3 separate regions of the Mus musculus genome follow, and all the other regions are linked to region 2. A link is a contact called in public Micro-C data. All regions are on one chromosome and are shown on one strand. Each heading gives the region's core, a stretch centred on a gene start, on an enhancer-like site or on the middle of the called end of the contact. The rest is flanking DNA. Distances are from core to core; before and after follow the strand shown. Region 1 holds the start of Ankrd63 (ankyrin repeat domain 63). Region 2 holds the start of Dll4 (delta like canonical Notch ligand 4). Region 3 holds the start of Pak6 (p21 (RAC1) activated kinase 6).

Evidence for each region. Hi-C and Micro-C count contacts between places; a contact is called where the count stands out from the background.
Region 1: a contact with region 2 is called in a Micro-C map of embryonic stem cells, with 5 times the contacts expected there. The contact joins the promoter of Ankrd63 here to the promoter of Dll4 in region 2. A contact is called at or near these places in 3 of 39 promoter capture datasets (all in embryonic stem cells), 8 of 484 Hi-C or Micro-C datasets (all in embryonic stem cells) and 4 of 115 datasets of contacts at active chromatin or transcription factors (embryonic stem cells, microglia and pancreatic cancer cells).
Region 3: a Micro-C map of embryonic stem cells shows a contact between it and region 2, with 5 times the contacts expected there. The contact joins the promoter of Pak6 here to the promoter of Dll4 in region 2. A contact is called at or near these places in 1 of 39 promoter capture datasets (pre-B cells), 2 of 484 Hi-C or Micro-C datasets (both in embryonic stem cells) and 1 of 115 datasets of contacts at active chromatin or transcription factors (pancreatic cancer cells).

What each region holds. Positions count from the first base shown.
Region 1 is chr2:118,700,686-118,705,625 of GRCm38.p6, forward strand. It overlaps Ankrd63 (ankyrin repeat domain 63), which reads right to left and starts at 3,278. Exons shown (of 1, transcript NM_001081971.1): 1 at 1-3,278. The coding sequence starts at 2,753. The coding sequence ends at 1,581. It also overlaps a transcript of Plcb2 not described here.
Region 2 is chr2:119,323,437-119,327,990 of GRCm38.p6, forward strand. It overlaps Dll4 (delta like canonical Notch ligand 4), which reads left to right and starts at 2,348. Exons shown (of 11, transcript NM_019454.3): 1 at 2,348-2,770; 2 at 2,879-3,151; 3 at 3,627-3,684; 4 at 4,493-4,554. The coding sequence starts at 2,705. It overlaps Gm14207 (predicted gene 14207), which reads right to left and starts at 2,761. Exons shown (of 4, transcript NR_030683.1): 1 at 2,545-2,761; 2 at 1,732-1,893; 3 at 1,409-1,540.
Region 3 is chr2:118,661,592-118,666,440 of GRCm38.p6, forward strand. Pak6 (p21 (RAC1) activated kinase 6) reads left to right here and starts at 1,986. Exons shown (of 11, transcript NM_001033254.3): 1 at 1,986-2,432; 2 at 3,192-3,275.

The DNA.
Region 1 (4,940 bases), core at 2,028-4,527, 620 kb before region 2:
TGCTGGTACAGATTTTCCACCAGGAGTTAGCACTGACACTGGGGTCGTAGAGCATGCAATCTGTCAAACTCCTTTCTTCGCCTTCTCTCTGAGGAGGTACAGTGTTGGAGGGCAGGGGCGGAGATGGAGAGGACAAAAGACTTCGCGGGGAGGGGGCCTAACTACTTCTCCACAGTTGCCTCTGACTCACTAATCTGCCCAGTAATAAAAGCTGGAAGCTGGGCTGGGCCAGCATCCCACGCGGTGGGGCCCAGGCAGGGGTCTTTGGTCTTGATCTAGCATCCATCATCTGCCCTGCCCTCCATTAACAGCCCAGCAAGAAGCAGGAGACGTTTAGCAGCCCCCTCCTATGCTCTCTCGGGAGTTTGATGTAATTTAGACCGGGACCTGCAGTTCGTGTGGGCTCTCGACTCCCGCGCCCGTCGCCGTTTAACGTGGCAAACACTACAGTCAATTATCCCCCTCGCTGAGGTGCTATTTAAAGAGACGTTGTCAGGTTCTTAAGCCTCGGATCAGACCTGCTGCTTTCTGCTTCATACACAAAGGCTCAAAACACGAGTTCTTTTGAGGGTTGGGAGAAATACAATTAAGCAAAAATCCTTCCTAGCTGTTCCACCCTCTTGGAGCACCCACGTGTGGAATGGGGGAGCTGGGAGGAAGGAGGGGGTGGGGTGCTATGTCCTTTCCATTTCAGGCCTCTGGGACTAAGTGGAAATATAAGTAAGGCTGGGCCAGGAGAAGGGAAAACATTGATCCTCAAAGATGAAATTCAAACGCAATCATTTGGGGGGTCAAGCAGGCCCAGAAGCCAAGAGTTAGTAGGGGCTTGGGGAAGCAGTGACCCACCAGTATCAATGAAGTTAGATCCCATAGTCTTGACTGAGACAGAGTCAAAGGAAGTTGATTTCCCAGAAGGGAAAGCTGGTAAACACCTAAAGGGGGCATTGCGTCTCAAAATATTCCTGTTGCCTTGAGTCTCTGCCTCAGAAAACCTTAACCATTGGATTCCTTCATAATCAGCCCTCTTGTCCAAAAAGCTTACGTGGCCACGTTAGTTCCTCCTTTCTTCCAACACTTACAGGGAAGGGAGACTTTGGTAGTTTGTCAAACTATTATGGTCAGCATCAGCAGGCACAGCCGCCTGGGCCCTTGTTCTTCCGAAGCCAGCTCTGCCGTTACCTGGCTGCCAAGGTGATAGGAAAAGTTAAAAATAGGCAAGGGATGCTGCGGGTACCGAGCCTAGGCAGTTGAACCTCAAGGCTGGGGCTGGGCCTGAGCCATCCACCTTTCCGGCTAGAAAGCTGAAGCCCACAGAAGCAGCCGTTGTTCACACCTCCTTTTTCCCCCAGGACAAGGAAATCAAGCTGGAGGAAGGTGGGAGATTTACGTGGGAAATACCAAAGAGCAAAAAGATGGGATCTCTTTCTTACATCTGGTGGAGGACTACAGGAAATCTCCCTTTAGCAGTGGGGACAAAGGGTGGGCAGAAAACTGCAGAGAAAGGGAGGACTTGGAAGAATGGGAGACATCTCAGTAGCTAGAGACAGAGTGAACTTTACAGGGCGCGACCTTCGTGCTCCTTACCGCTGAGCCTGCAGTACCACAGCCTCTGTGCCCGCCTGCCAAGGCTTTGGCCCAGGCACTGAGAAAGGCAGAGCGTTGTTCTCTAATTCTGGGCCACTCTCAGGCCCTGAAGCCTCCCCGACCAGGCTGGGGATGTCTGGAGCTGTGGACCGTCGGCGCAAACCCAGGCGGCCAGAGCCGGGGCAGCCCTCGGGATGAGGACTAAGGCCGACCGGGGCTTGCATTAAGGCCAGTGGCGCTCCCTCCAGCACCTCCTGCGAACGCCACCGCCCACTCCCCGAAGACTGGGGTGAGTTTGGTCGAGCCATCAGAGCTCCTGCCCTAAGGCGTGCTGTCTCCTCCTCGGTCATGGTACCCAGAGCTAGGCTCATGCTCCGGCCCAACTCTGGTCTCTCATTGCCTTGTGCCCTATAACGGACCGAGCCCTTGCCAGCAGAGGCAAGCTCGCCTCCGTGGCCGTGGCCATGGCCGTGACCGTGACCGTGGCCGCCGGCAGCTCGCGCAAACCGTGCCAAAAGAGGGCGCGGTAAACGACGGGGACTGGGTCGTCGCCGCTCTGGGCTGGGCGCCGGGGCAGGGTGGCCAGGGGGACTGTCGGAGTTGGAACCCCGGGCCGCTGCCGCAGCGGCTGCCCGACCCCAAGGCCCGGTGAGGGCTTGCACACAGGTCCCGTGGCCGCGGGAGGCAGCCAGCTGCAGTGCGGTGAGGCCCGCCCGGTTGGTGCGGTCAAGGCGTAAGCCCAGGCGGCGGAAAGAGCGCACCAAGAACTCCAGCACCGCCCCGTGGCCGCACGCCGCCGCCCACATCACCGGGCTGTTGCCCGCCGAGTCCGTCGCCTCCGGATCGCCGCTGAACTGCACCAGGAGCTGCACGGCGTCTAAGTGGCCTCGCTCGCAGGCCAGGCTGAGTGCAGTGCGGCCCCGCTCGTCCCGCAGGTTCACGGCTGCACCTTGCTCCAGCAGCAGTCGCACGAAGCGCGAGCGCATCGCGGGGTCCGGCAGCCCCACGGCCACCATAAGCGGCGTCCGGCCCTGCTCTGCGCGGCAGTCGATGATGCTGCGGTCCAGCGCGTCCAGCACGAAACGGGCCAAGTGCACTTTGCCGGCCTGCATGGCCTCAAGGAAGGTGCGCGTCCCCGCTCGGGGACACAGGTCCTTGGGCTTGAGCATGGCTCCGGCCGCCGCGCCCCGGAAGTCCGACGCACGGGGGCGCCCCTGTTCCCTCACCCCACGGGGCTACGGCCCCGGCCCGGACACCGGTACCGCTCTTTCCAAGCGGCGTGTAGGTGGCTGCAACCAAGTGTCCTGCAGTTCCCGCTCAGGTCTCCCTACCGCTCGGCTGCCTCGCCGCTCCCAGGGCGTCTTGCTTTTCCTCCCTGGCCCCCCACGCCTGGAGGTGTGGGCTGCTGGCTGCTTCGACTCCCGCTCAAGCTCCAAGCTCGGCCTCCTCAACTCTTGGGCCCTCTTCCCTGTATCCGACGCCCCTTGGTCCCTCGTGGCTTGGAGCAACGCCACTCACCCGCACCCCGGGCAGCCCCTGCTCCCCTGTTGAGCGGGTGGCTCCCGCCTGGCGCGCCTGCCTCCTGCCTCGGCGGGGAGCGCCGCTCCTCCAGCTCCCAGAGCCTCTCCCCGCCTCCTCCTTTCTTGCGGGGGCCGGGACGCTTGCTTTTTTACTTGGGGGGCTCGGCGGCTCCTGAGGTGCCCGACGCCTAGATACCTGGCTTTATAGCTTCAGGGGTCTCCATGGCAATGGCTGCTCTGGAAGCAGACTGCACCTTCGGGGCAGAGACGGACAGGGCAAGGGAGACCGCCCCTGACCCCCACCCCTTCGTGGGCCACGAAGTTGGGGAGCGGCTCCTCCTCCGCGCTCCCCTGGGAATGCGGCGGCGGTTGCGGGGCGGGGGTGGAGGCTGCTCGCCGGGGGCCACATGCACCCGGCGGGGCCAATCCTAAAGTCTCAGTCATCTTTCCCCGCCCCCCGCCTCCGCCGGAATCGGTAGCCTCCGCTGCTTAGAAACTGGCGGGAGCTCCTGCCATCGGTTTTAGGTTAAAGGGACTGGGACCCCACGAGGACAGGACTGGACAGTGCACCAGCTTGAGGTGGGCAAGAGACAGAGGAAAAGTAATTTGGGGTATGAGGCATTTGTGCTCCGGACTGAGGGCGCTCAGTCTGGCTGATAACTGCCATCTAAAGTGCAGCGAATCACAGCCACACACAATTGTGCCTCCCGCACGCGCTCACTCAGAGAAGGGCGGGGGTGCATTCTCCAATCTCAGACGTCTCCAAACCTGACAGCGCGCCCGCGTGCCAGCTCCACGGTTGATCGGTCGCTGTGGAGCAAGTTGACTTAGACACTGGCCGCTCTGACCCAGGGCAGGTGCCTTAGGACCCGAGAGTATGCAGGCATTTGGACTTCCCAGGCACTACCTCCTATCTCCTCAAAGATGGGCTAGTTAGGGTCTAGGAAAGGACAAAAGACACAAGCAAGAATTCCCTGACAGGGCTGGGTTCTCTTGAGCACAAAACCATCTTTAGGCCACAGAGCGCTAGACCTGGCCCCTACAGAAAGGAGACAGCCTGAGATTTTTTTTTTTTTTCAATCAGATGTGTGGAAAACCTACTTCCTTTGGACAATCAGCTCATGGGCGCTAGAGACGGGGAATACTGAAGGCCTAGCAGAGTCTTACAATGAGTGCCCCACAAGCTCCCAGGACTAGAGAAAGGGCTTGAGAATAGTTGAAATGGAGTTTATTTGTAGAATAAGTGAAGAGCTAGGGACTTTTCGCAGCTGGTCGAGTATTTGCCCAGTATACACGAAACGATTGGTTTGATTCATTCCCAGGATGAAGCCAGGTGTGGTGCTATAAGCTAACAACCCAGCACTTGAGAGATGGAGGCAGGAGGCTCAGAAGTTCCAAGATCATCCTCAGCTACAGTTAGGTTGAGGCCAGCCTGGGCTACATGAGACCCTATGGTTGTGTTTCCAGCAATGGGAAACACAGATGCACAAACTGAATGAATGAGACTTGTCTTCTCAGTCAGGAAGACGAACCCAGGACTGAGAACATCTGCTAAATGCAAACTCAAAACAGCCATTGGATGGAAGGACAAATGATGGGAAGGAGAGGGAACTAAGATCCTCTGAAGGCAACAGCAGAGTTAGTCCTTTAAGGATGAGAGACGCAGGCTAAGAAACAAGGAAGACGGCCAGGCAGAGGGGTTACAGGGACAAAGGCACCCAACAGACACAATGTGGAGGGTTGTGTTCAGGGGTCCTATGCTGTAAGAGAAAGGAAGTCCAGTGAAGAATGGAGGGGGTGTCCAGTCTGGTTGCTTTGCGGGACACGCCTGAGGAT
Region 2 (4,554 bases), core at 1,098-3,597:
ATTACGGAGTGACAGAGAAGGACTCCAGCTGTGTGGTCTGGAGAGACACTGGGCACCACAGCTTGAGCCCTTGGTGCCTAGCAATGTGGGTAAAGATTGATACCAGCAGATGGGAACTCTAGCAGGGACCCAAGGCTAAGGGTGGTGTTCCGAAGAGGAATATTGTAATAGGTGCTTCTGGTAAAAAGAGAGAGAGAAAAAATGAACACTTTTTCCTTCTTAGGTCAGAAATTTTATAAGTGGGTGATTTGTCCATTTCTGAGGAAAATGGTGATTCCAACTTTTGTTTGGCCCTTCACTATTTGCCAAATATTTTGGCATACTAATGTGTATGAGGGTAGGCCACTTCCAAAATAATAGATATCCCGTGTGGGAGTCTCCCTTGAGAGTCAAGCAAGTGCCCGCGTTAGAGTTTCTACTAACTCCCAGGCTAGGATTTTGAGATGAAAACTGTTAGATGAAAACCATTAGAGTCAGGTGGGGTTGCAAGCCCAGCTCCAAGGAGAGAGAGGGAGCACCCTCTGGCACTCCAGGCAGGTCTACGGTGCAAAGAGGATGCAGACAGAGAGGATTTGGAAGTCCACTTGCCAGGACCGCCGGGAGGTACGCCCCGAGCTCCCCGTCCCTCGGGCCTGGGACTCGGCTTGCCCATAACCTACATTAACTCGCTAGTGCAGCCTGGGCCCATCTGCCGGCCCCCGCCTCACCTCGGTTCCCCACGCCAACCCGCTCGCGCCAGATGGTGGCTGGGAGGGGTGGCCGTGCGTGGGGGACCCCGGAGCCTGTCGCCTCACCTCACCCCACCCCCCACCCCACGCTCACAACCTCATGTTTCTTACCCCCCCCCAATTCTCCATCACCACCACCCAAGTCAAAATATCAGACCATGTTCGTCATTGGCAGCTGTTGGGTTCCACTTCCCCCTACCACGGCCTCCCTGGGGCTGGAGCCGCGTCCCTGCTCCCCTCAACCCCCGCCCGCACTGATCTTATCGTCCGACCATAGCCAGCAATCACCACGCGGGAGGGCTGACAGCTGAAGCCACAGGGCCCCCACCGCTCTCACTGTAGGAGAGAGAGAGAGAGAGAGAGAGAGAGAGAGAGAGAGAGAGAGAGAGAGAGAGAGAGAGAGAGAGAGAGAGAGAGAGAGAGAGAGAGAGAGAGAGAGAAATCTAGCACCCCCCAAAACTGGGAGAAGCCAGCCCTCCCCGGTCTGCAGCCTCGGGGGAGCACGACGGGTTCTGGGAAAGCAGCTGCAGGGTTTGCGCTCGGAGGCCACCCGGGAGAGGCGCGCGTGTGACATGGGTGAAACCACCCGAAACTCAAACAACTCTATGCGCCTCCAGTTCCACCCTACATCCTGCCCTATGCAGAGAGATCTAGACCTGATCAGCCTCAAGCTCTCTCACCTTGCCTCTCAAGTGGCCCAAGGAAATTCTGGAATTAAGAAAGTTTCCTCCCTACTCCAGCGGAGCTAGGGGACGCGGGTGGGGGCCAGGATGAGGATATGGAGACCAAGCGCGACCCAGGTGAGATAGGCACTGAGGGAAAAGACTAGAACCTCATTACCATACAGCTGAGGACCCCCCCCCCACTTCGAGAACCACGCCCCCCACCTCTCTTTCGAACCTCTAGTCCTGGCTCTAGCACGAGCCAGGAGGGAGTGGGGGTGGGGGACAAAGAGAGAAGGCACGCGCTGGGCACGCCCTGCTGCTTGAGGTGACACGCCTACCAGGTGCAGAGAAGACCAGAGTCCTAGACGCTTGGCCCTTTGCCTTGCTTGGAATAGCCAGGGAAAGGTTAAGGCGTCGGATGGCTTCCCTGCGGTGCTGGGGACGCGTGGAGGGTGGGCACACATAGGCTGGAGGCCAGCGAGGCAGGAGCTACCTAAAGTCTGGAAAGGAAAGGGAGATCCAAATCCCCTGGTCCTGCTTTTTGCTTTCCTAGTTTAAGCTTTCCCCACCTGCTAGAGGACTGTAGGTATCTAATGCCTGGATCAGGTGCACCGCCTACGGGGACCCCTTAGAGTTTCCACCCCCTGGACCATTCGGGAACCACCTCACCTCCCGCCGCATCACTGGGCTACCCTCCTATCCTCTGGTGGCGAGGGTCTCAGCCTTTAAGCAGACGATCTCTAAGGACTGCTCGCCGGGCACGCGCAGAGCTGGAAGCCCAGAAGTTGGAAGAGGGGCGGGGACCTGCGCCCTACTGGCTGGCTGACAGGGGGAGCGGCGGGGGCGGAGGCCCCCTCCGGTGGGTGCTGGGACTGTAGCCACTAGAGGCCTGGAGGGGAGGGGAGAGTGACCGTGAGTCTGTCTGACTGACAGGCTGCGAAGAGCAGCCAATATATATAAGAAAGGCTCTGGAGCAAGCAGGTTTCAGTAGCGGCGCTGCTCGCAGGCTAGGAACCCGAGGCCAAGAGCTGCAGCCAAAGTCACTTGGGTGCAGTGTACTCCCTCACTAGCCCGCTCGAGACCCTAGGATTTGCTCCAGGACACGTACTTAGAGCAGCCACCGCCCAGTCGCCCTCACCTGGATTACCTACCGAGGCATCGAGCAGCGGAGTTTTTGAGAAGGCGACAAGGGAGCAGCGTCCCGAGGGGAATCAGCTTTTCAGGAACTCGGCTGGCAGACGGGACTTGCGGGAGAGCGACATCCCTAACAAGCAGATTCGGAGTCCCGGAGTGGAGAGGACACCCCAAGGGATGACGCCTGCGTCCCGGAGCGCCTGTCGCTGGGCGCTACTGCTGCTGGCGGTACTGTGGCCGCAGGTAATGTCTCACGTCCTCTCCGCCCCCTCCCGCAGCGCTCCGGGCTTGCGCCCCGGCCCCGGCTGAGCCTGACCGCTCTCCTCCCTCCTTCTCTCGGTCCCTGTGCAGCAGCGCGCTGCGGGCTCCGGCATCTTCCAGCTGCGGCTGCAGGAGTTCGTCAACCAGCGCGGTATGCTGGCCAATGGGCAGTCCTGCGAACCGGGCTGCCGGACTTTCTTCCGCATCTGCCTTAAGCACTTCCAGGCAACCTTCTCCGAGGGACCCTGCACCTTTGGCAATGTCTCCACGCCGGTATTGGGCACCAACTCCTTCGTCGTCAGGGACAAGAATAGCGGCAGTGGTCGCAACCCTCTGCAGTTGCCCTTCAATTTCACCTGGCCGGTAAGCACAACTTAAATGCACCGGGAGATAACCGAAGGGAAAGAAGGGAGCGCCGGGACACCAGAGCTCCTTTCCAAAGCGCTCTCTGGAGAGCCCCAAGGGCTCTTTCTCTTCTGCCCCCGCCCCCCTGTTCTCTCATAGGATCATCCCGGAGAGGCTTTGGTTAGTCTTTCCTCCCAGTTTCTTCCCTTTCCTTCTCCCCAATTCTTGGGATACGAATTTCATTACCAAACCCCCAACGCGGCGCCGCCCGCCCACCCCCCGGCTCTCACTTACACTCCCGCATCCCTCATCCCTCCCCTGCCTTCTCAGCTCGCGCGCAGCGCTGCGCGAACACCAGTTATGTTGAGCCGAGCTCCGTAACTATATCCTGCAATTAGATTAATTAAACAGGCTGCTGCGAGGCACCCCCTCCTTTCCCTCCCTGCTGATATCGCTATCTCTAATGTCCCCCACCCCCCCTTTTGCTTCCCAGGGAACCTTCTCACTCAACATCCAAGCTTGGCACACACCGGGAGACGACCTGCGGCCAGGTGAGTATCTAACTTCTCGGCCACAGGGGGGCGACATCACACAGCGCCGAAAGAGTTAACCAGTTATAGGCGGGGGTGGGGGTTGGGGACGCAGGCTTGGGGGGTGGGGGCCAGGACGCTTAGCTTGGCCGGAGCTGCGCCCCGCGCTGGACGCTCGGATTCCGCTCGCTGCCTGGACTCAGAGCACAATTGCGTTTCCTGCGGGTTATTTTTGGCGTGGGAACGCGGGGAGCACGGCGGTGAGAAAGGCCGAGGCTGCCAGCGCCGCTGACGGGCCTCTTCCTGTATTTTACACCTTTTGCGAATTCCGCTCCTTTGGAAAGGGAATAATGGCTTTGGGATGTTGTTCTGACACAGAGGAAAAGGATATTTCACCAGCACAACAATTCTCACTTTGAAAAGGAAAAAGAAAAACCATTACCTACGTCTAGAACAGAACCCCTTGCTCCCAGTTCTCGAACCAGAAAACTTCCCCCTTTAAATTTTTTCTTTTTTTCCATTTTGACCTCTTTTCCTCTTTCCCCTCCGTATCTGCCTCCACAACCCTAGGATATCTTAACATCCGTCCATTGTACCCTTTTTTGAATGCTATCAAGCCCCCTGCACATGCACACACCCAGGGAGACTAAGTAGCAAGATTCTGGGACCCTCTGGCCTGTGCTTACTTGCAGGTAGAGTTAATCTAGATAATTAGAGTGTGAACTGACCACCATAGTCACAACTAAAGAGAGAGTTGGCAGCAGTCAACTCTCTCTGAATCAGGTTGGCTTTCTGAATCAGGTTCTCTGACCAAAGCCTCTTTCTGCAGAGACTTCGCCAGGAAACTCTCTCATCAGCCAAATCATCATCCAAGGCTCTCTTGCTGTGGGT
Region 3 (4,849 bases), core at 736-3,235, 660 kb before region 2:
TCAGGGTCCAGCAGTTATTTGGCTGCATAAGAAAGTACCATCTGATATTAGTCAGTCCCCGATTTGTGAGCTTTCTATGGCTTCCATTTTTTCTGATCATAAACAATACTAATATATATGGAGAGAGAGAGAGATATCAGATTCGATGTAGGCCTAGAATGCTTTACATAGCCTAGGCTATCCTCAAACTAACAGTAACCCTCCTACCTTAGCCCCCCCCCCTCCAGTGCTGGAATTACAGGTGTGATCCACCATAAATTTGCTTCTGACTTAACTTGCTTCTGTCTGCTTTTAGAGCCTACGTGGACCGTTTATAATTGTTTCCTCACGATGTTATTTTGAAGGGCAAAAAGGAAAGACAGAGTTCTCTAAAACTGCCTACCTAGTTCAAGGGAAGACGTTTCCTGTTGGCCCCTGAGTGACGTTTGTATGTGGATTTTGATGTCCCTCTTGTTGGACACTGATGTTGTCCCTGTGTGCAGTCTGAGACCTTTGCACAGGCAGTGACTGGGAGTCCTGGTTTTAGAAGATTAGCTTGGTGACTAGGTAGATAAGAATGAGCAATAAATGACATAGGCCAACGGAGAAGAATGCTGATGTTTACCAAGCTCTCGGATGGACAGTCCCTGGCCGGGCAGCTTTGTCTACGGAATTCCCATAATCCTGGGAGGCAGGTGAAATTGTTTCCATTTTATAGATGATGACACTGAGGTTCAGTTGATTAAACAGCAGGCCAGAGTCACTCAATTAGTGAACAATAGAGCTGAGATGTGAGCTCAAGACTGAAAATTCAGAGCTCAGGGAGTTAGCCACATTTTAAGAATGAATGTTCAAAAGTGATGTGAATACTTTAGTGCCCCCTTGGGTAGTTAGAATCAGAAGACTTCTAGCTTTCTCGTGGCAGTACTTGTGGGTCTAGGAACACGTGGTGGGCAGTGTGGGCTGGACTGTTCACAATGGGGCAGCTACCACATAGGTTTGAGGTCAGCCTTCAGCAGAGTTTAGAGGAAGCCACAGAGAGATTATGGAATGATGCCTGGGAAAAGGGAAAAGGCAAACAATTGGCTAAGACGGGAATTTGGGCACTTCCCAGATGGACATGAGAGAAAATGACCAGTGAAGGAGGCAGGAGGCTCAAGACAGTGAGGGAGGGGCCATGCTTACGGAGTGCTCTTCAGGGAACCAGCAGGTGGGCATCCTGAGTCTCCTTTCCTCCCATGCAACTGTTTCTAGTTGTGGGAGGGGCGATGCTGGAGCAGGGGAGAACAGAAAGATGGTACCCACAGAGCTGAGTACCCCACCCTCCATCCTCACCCTTTTTGCCCTTTAGGACAAAACCAGATGAGAACGTGCAGCCCAGGTGTGGCCACGCCTGCCAGGGCTGAGACCCACAGCTGCAAACCTGGGGCGCGGATGGGAAGGGGGTTAGGCTTGGCTGTGAGCCAAGAAGGTCTGGTTTCTGGGGAACAACGGTGAGGTGAACTACAGTAGGCTCCTCTGAATCCCACCCCTCAGTCTTTTCTCTCCCTCCTCCCCCTCAGCAAAGGAAAGCAGTAAGAAACGTGTTTTTTTATAAATAGCTCCAGCCCCAGCTGATTTGTAAATTCAGTGGGTTTTTTTGTGTCAATGACATCACCCTCCTCCCCATGGCAACCCCCGACGATATCAAAATTGCCAGGCAACGTTGGAGCTGCTCGCGCCCTACAGGAGCAGGTCGCTGCCTGAGATTCTAATGGAGAAATCCCAAAGTGAGCTGGGGTGCACGGTGGAGGAGGGGTGCGCCGCGGCCGGGGCTGCCGGGCCCTGATCGATTGACCAGAGGAAGGCGGGAGCGGTTGTCGCTTGCTCCGCAGCTTGAACACACCGGGGGCTCCACGGCCAGCTCTTCCTGACAGCAGCGGCAGACCACAGCAGGTGGGGGGAGGGCACTGCTCGGTTCCTGACATGCCGGGAGCAGCAAGCAGCCATCCAGGTGACTAAGCCGGCCCACCGCCACTGAGTCACCCACCCACCCTGGCTTTTCTTCCTTCCCCCTTTGCATCTGATTATTTGGGGAGCTGAAAACTTGGAGGTGTCCCTGAGGCCCGCCCCTTCTAACTCTCCCCGCCCTACCTCGGCTTGGAGGAAAATGGAACTCGCCCGGAAGCTGCCACTACCCCCTAAGGACATGGAAGGCACGGAGGGAGCCAGAGGTGCCCATGGAGAGACCTCGGCTGGCAGAATACAATAGCAGACATGGTGTTCGGGCTGCCCGTGTGTCCTCTGAAGGTTCTGGGAGAGAAGGGGAGTCTAGTCCACACCGACTGGAGTCCTTCTGGGCTGCCTTTGCGCTCACCTCTCAAGGGGATCTTTCTGTAAAAGGAAACGTGTGGCTTCCAGGGTCACTGGTATTTGGAGAGCAAGACTGGATTGGCATAGGCAGGCCTGTGCAGGTAGGTGGCTCTGTACTGGGTGTGGACCCACGTGTGTGAGAGGGTGAGGGTGTGTCACAGTGCGTATGCGCCCAGCCAGATCTGAGGACAGCCGCTGGTCAGCAGAGAGCTGGGATGGGGACCTGACAGGGGTTGATTCTGATCGATGCTGGGCCAGCCTAGTCTTGAGTGCATGTTGGGGAGAAGGGACAGCAAACACGTGGCCTGAGCAGACAGAAGGACAGCTGCCTGCTCGGGCAGGCCCAAGCCCTGGCTGGGACCACAGGACAGAGACGTGGCCAGATGCCAAGGTAGGACGTGGTCCTGAGGCCTGGCCAAGTGTTAGGAACTAAACTAATAGGCATGGGTGTGCAGGTTCATCTCTTGTCTTCCTGACAGCCCTGAGTGCCCAGAGAACACCTTTCTAACAAGGATCTTATCACTCTCCCAGGCAGAGCTGTTCAGCTCCTATGTGTGTCCCTGCTGAGCTCAAAGACACATCCAATGAGCAGGCTACAGGCCGGGGCTCGGCTGGGGGCCACCCTGAAACCCCCTTTCAGGCATGCCCCTATGTGTGACAGGCAGAGGGGTGTGGGCCCCCTACCTCCTCCACACAACTGGCAGGCTTTTAGGCACATTGGTGAGTAAGCTGCCGCAGGCAGGGAGGTTGTGCCCACAGAGATGAGATGACACCAATCAGGGACCTTCTGGGGAAAAGCGGCTGAAAGAGAAAATCACCGGGGTCTTTCTTTTTCTTTCTTTTTTTTTTTTTGCCTAAAGGTAGCACCAAGCTTCTGGGCTCCAGACAAGCACCAGCCTACAGTGGGAGAGGGTGAGGCCCAGCTGCCCAGAAGGAGTGCCAAGGTAAGGTCTCCACTGTGGCAGCAGGTTCTGGATTCTTGAGCTGGGGACAGGGTATCCATTTATTGAGGCCACTCCTCACCTAGGCCAGAGAAGCTAACTCCGTGTTCACAAAAAAAAAAAAACAAACAAAAAAACCAAAAAACCAAAAACTGTGAGCTCTTGGACTAAGGATCCCTGAGGTGACCTGACTGTTGGCCACCCCCTCTTCAGGTAGATTTTGAAACAGCTCGGTGGAAACCAGTTTCTGGCTCTGGGCTTGTTTCTACAGTCCCTGCCTTTGCTTCCTGCTCCTGCCAGACCAAGCGAGGGCCACCAGCACTTCTTCCAAGAAGCCCTTCTCACCTGCCCCTCATGTAGTCATTCTGCAAATATTTATGGTGCGTCCTCTGCCTACTGGGCTCCAGCCCCCACTGGTGCCCTTTCCCTGAACTTAACCTGGCAGACTCTGACTCTGAAAGTCAGCATGAGGCCAGGGCCAGGGGCCTGCCTGGGGGCAAGCTAGTGCTACCCTTAGTCTTGCTTGGGCTTACCACTTCTGCTCAGGATTCTGGGCTGGTGGGCTTCATCAGGCCCCAGGAACTCAAGTCCATGCCCCAGGGAGCAAGGTTAGTGCAGTGTAGCCACTGGTGTAGAATGCCAAGGTCAGAAAATGTTGCATTCCTTCCGGGGAGACAGGGGTGTCTTTCCCTAAGTTGGTTCTGATGAAAACTGAGTTCCCAGGGTGGGCTTGGGAGCTCACCTAGTTAGGATTGGGGGTTGGTCTTTGGGTTAAGAAGGGCCCCGCTCTGTGGGCATTTTTACCTACATTTTTTTTTTCTGGTGATAAGCCTGGGAACTCGCATGACAAGGGCACCAAGGGATTTGGCACCAAAAATGAACCCTTCAAGAAGTATTTGACTTGGGTGGAAACTCTGAGCCCTGCAGGGCATAGGAACTGCATAACCTTTCTGGTGACCCCTCCCCCACCCACATACACTGGGTACATTTGAGATTTGCCAGACACAGGGAAGGTGCAGGCCAGTGGGGTACAGCCTACTCTATGTAGTTTTCCTCAGGATGACCAACACTGTTCCCTGTCCTGGGAGAGAGGACACAAAGGACCACAGTCAGGAGGAGACGATAGTATCATCTATACCTGGCTTCGGGATGAGGAAAACGACCAGACCATGGAAGGGCTTTCTGCTTCCTCCCAGAAGGTGACTCTTAAGGGAGCCTCCAGGTCTGCAGAACTGAGCAGAAGCCAGAGCCCAGCTGCGAGCAGAATGGCAGGTGCTAGTGAATATGCAAGCGAGCAGTAGTCCCTTAGGGAGGCAGACAGCTTAGCCAGGAGGAAGCCTAGGGTAGAAGCCAGGCCATCAGGAGATGGAAAGTCTGCTGGGGTCTTAAGGGGGTTCAGTAAAACCTTTGGGCTGGTCCCTGACCCTATCTGTCTCTGTGGGAGATTCTGGGCACAGAGGACTGGCAGTGCCAGTCAAGGAATAGGCTGAGATACTAGAAGATGGTATCCTTACTCACATGGCCCAGAGGTACTCCCGATGCAGTTTATCTTGCTTGCAGAAGGCAGAGAATCTTCT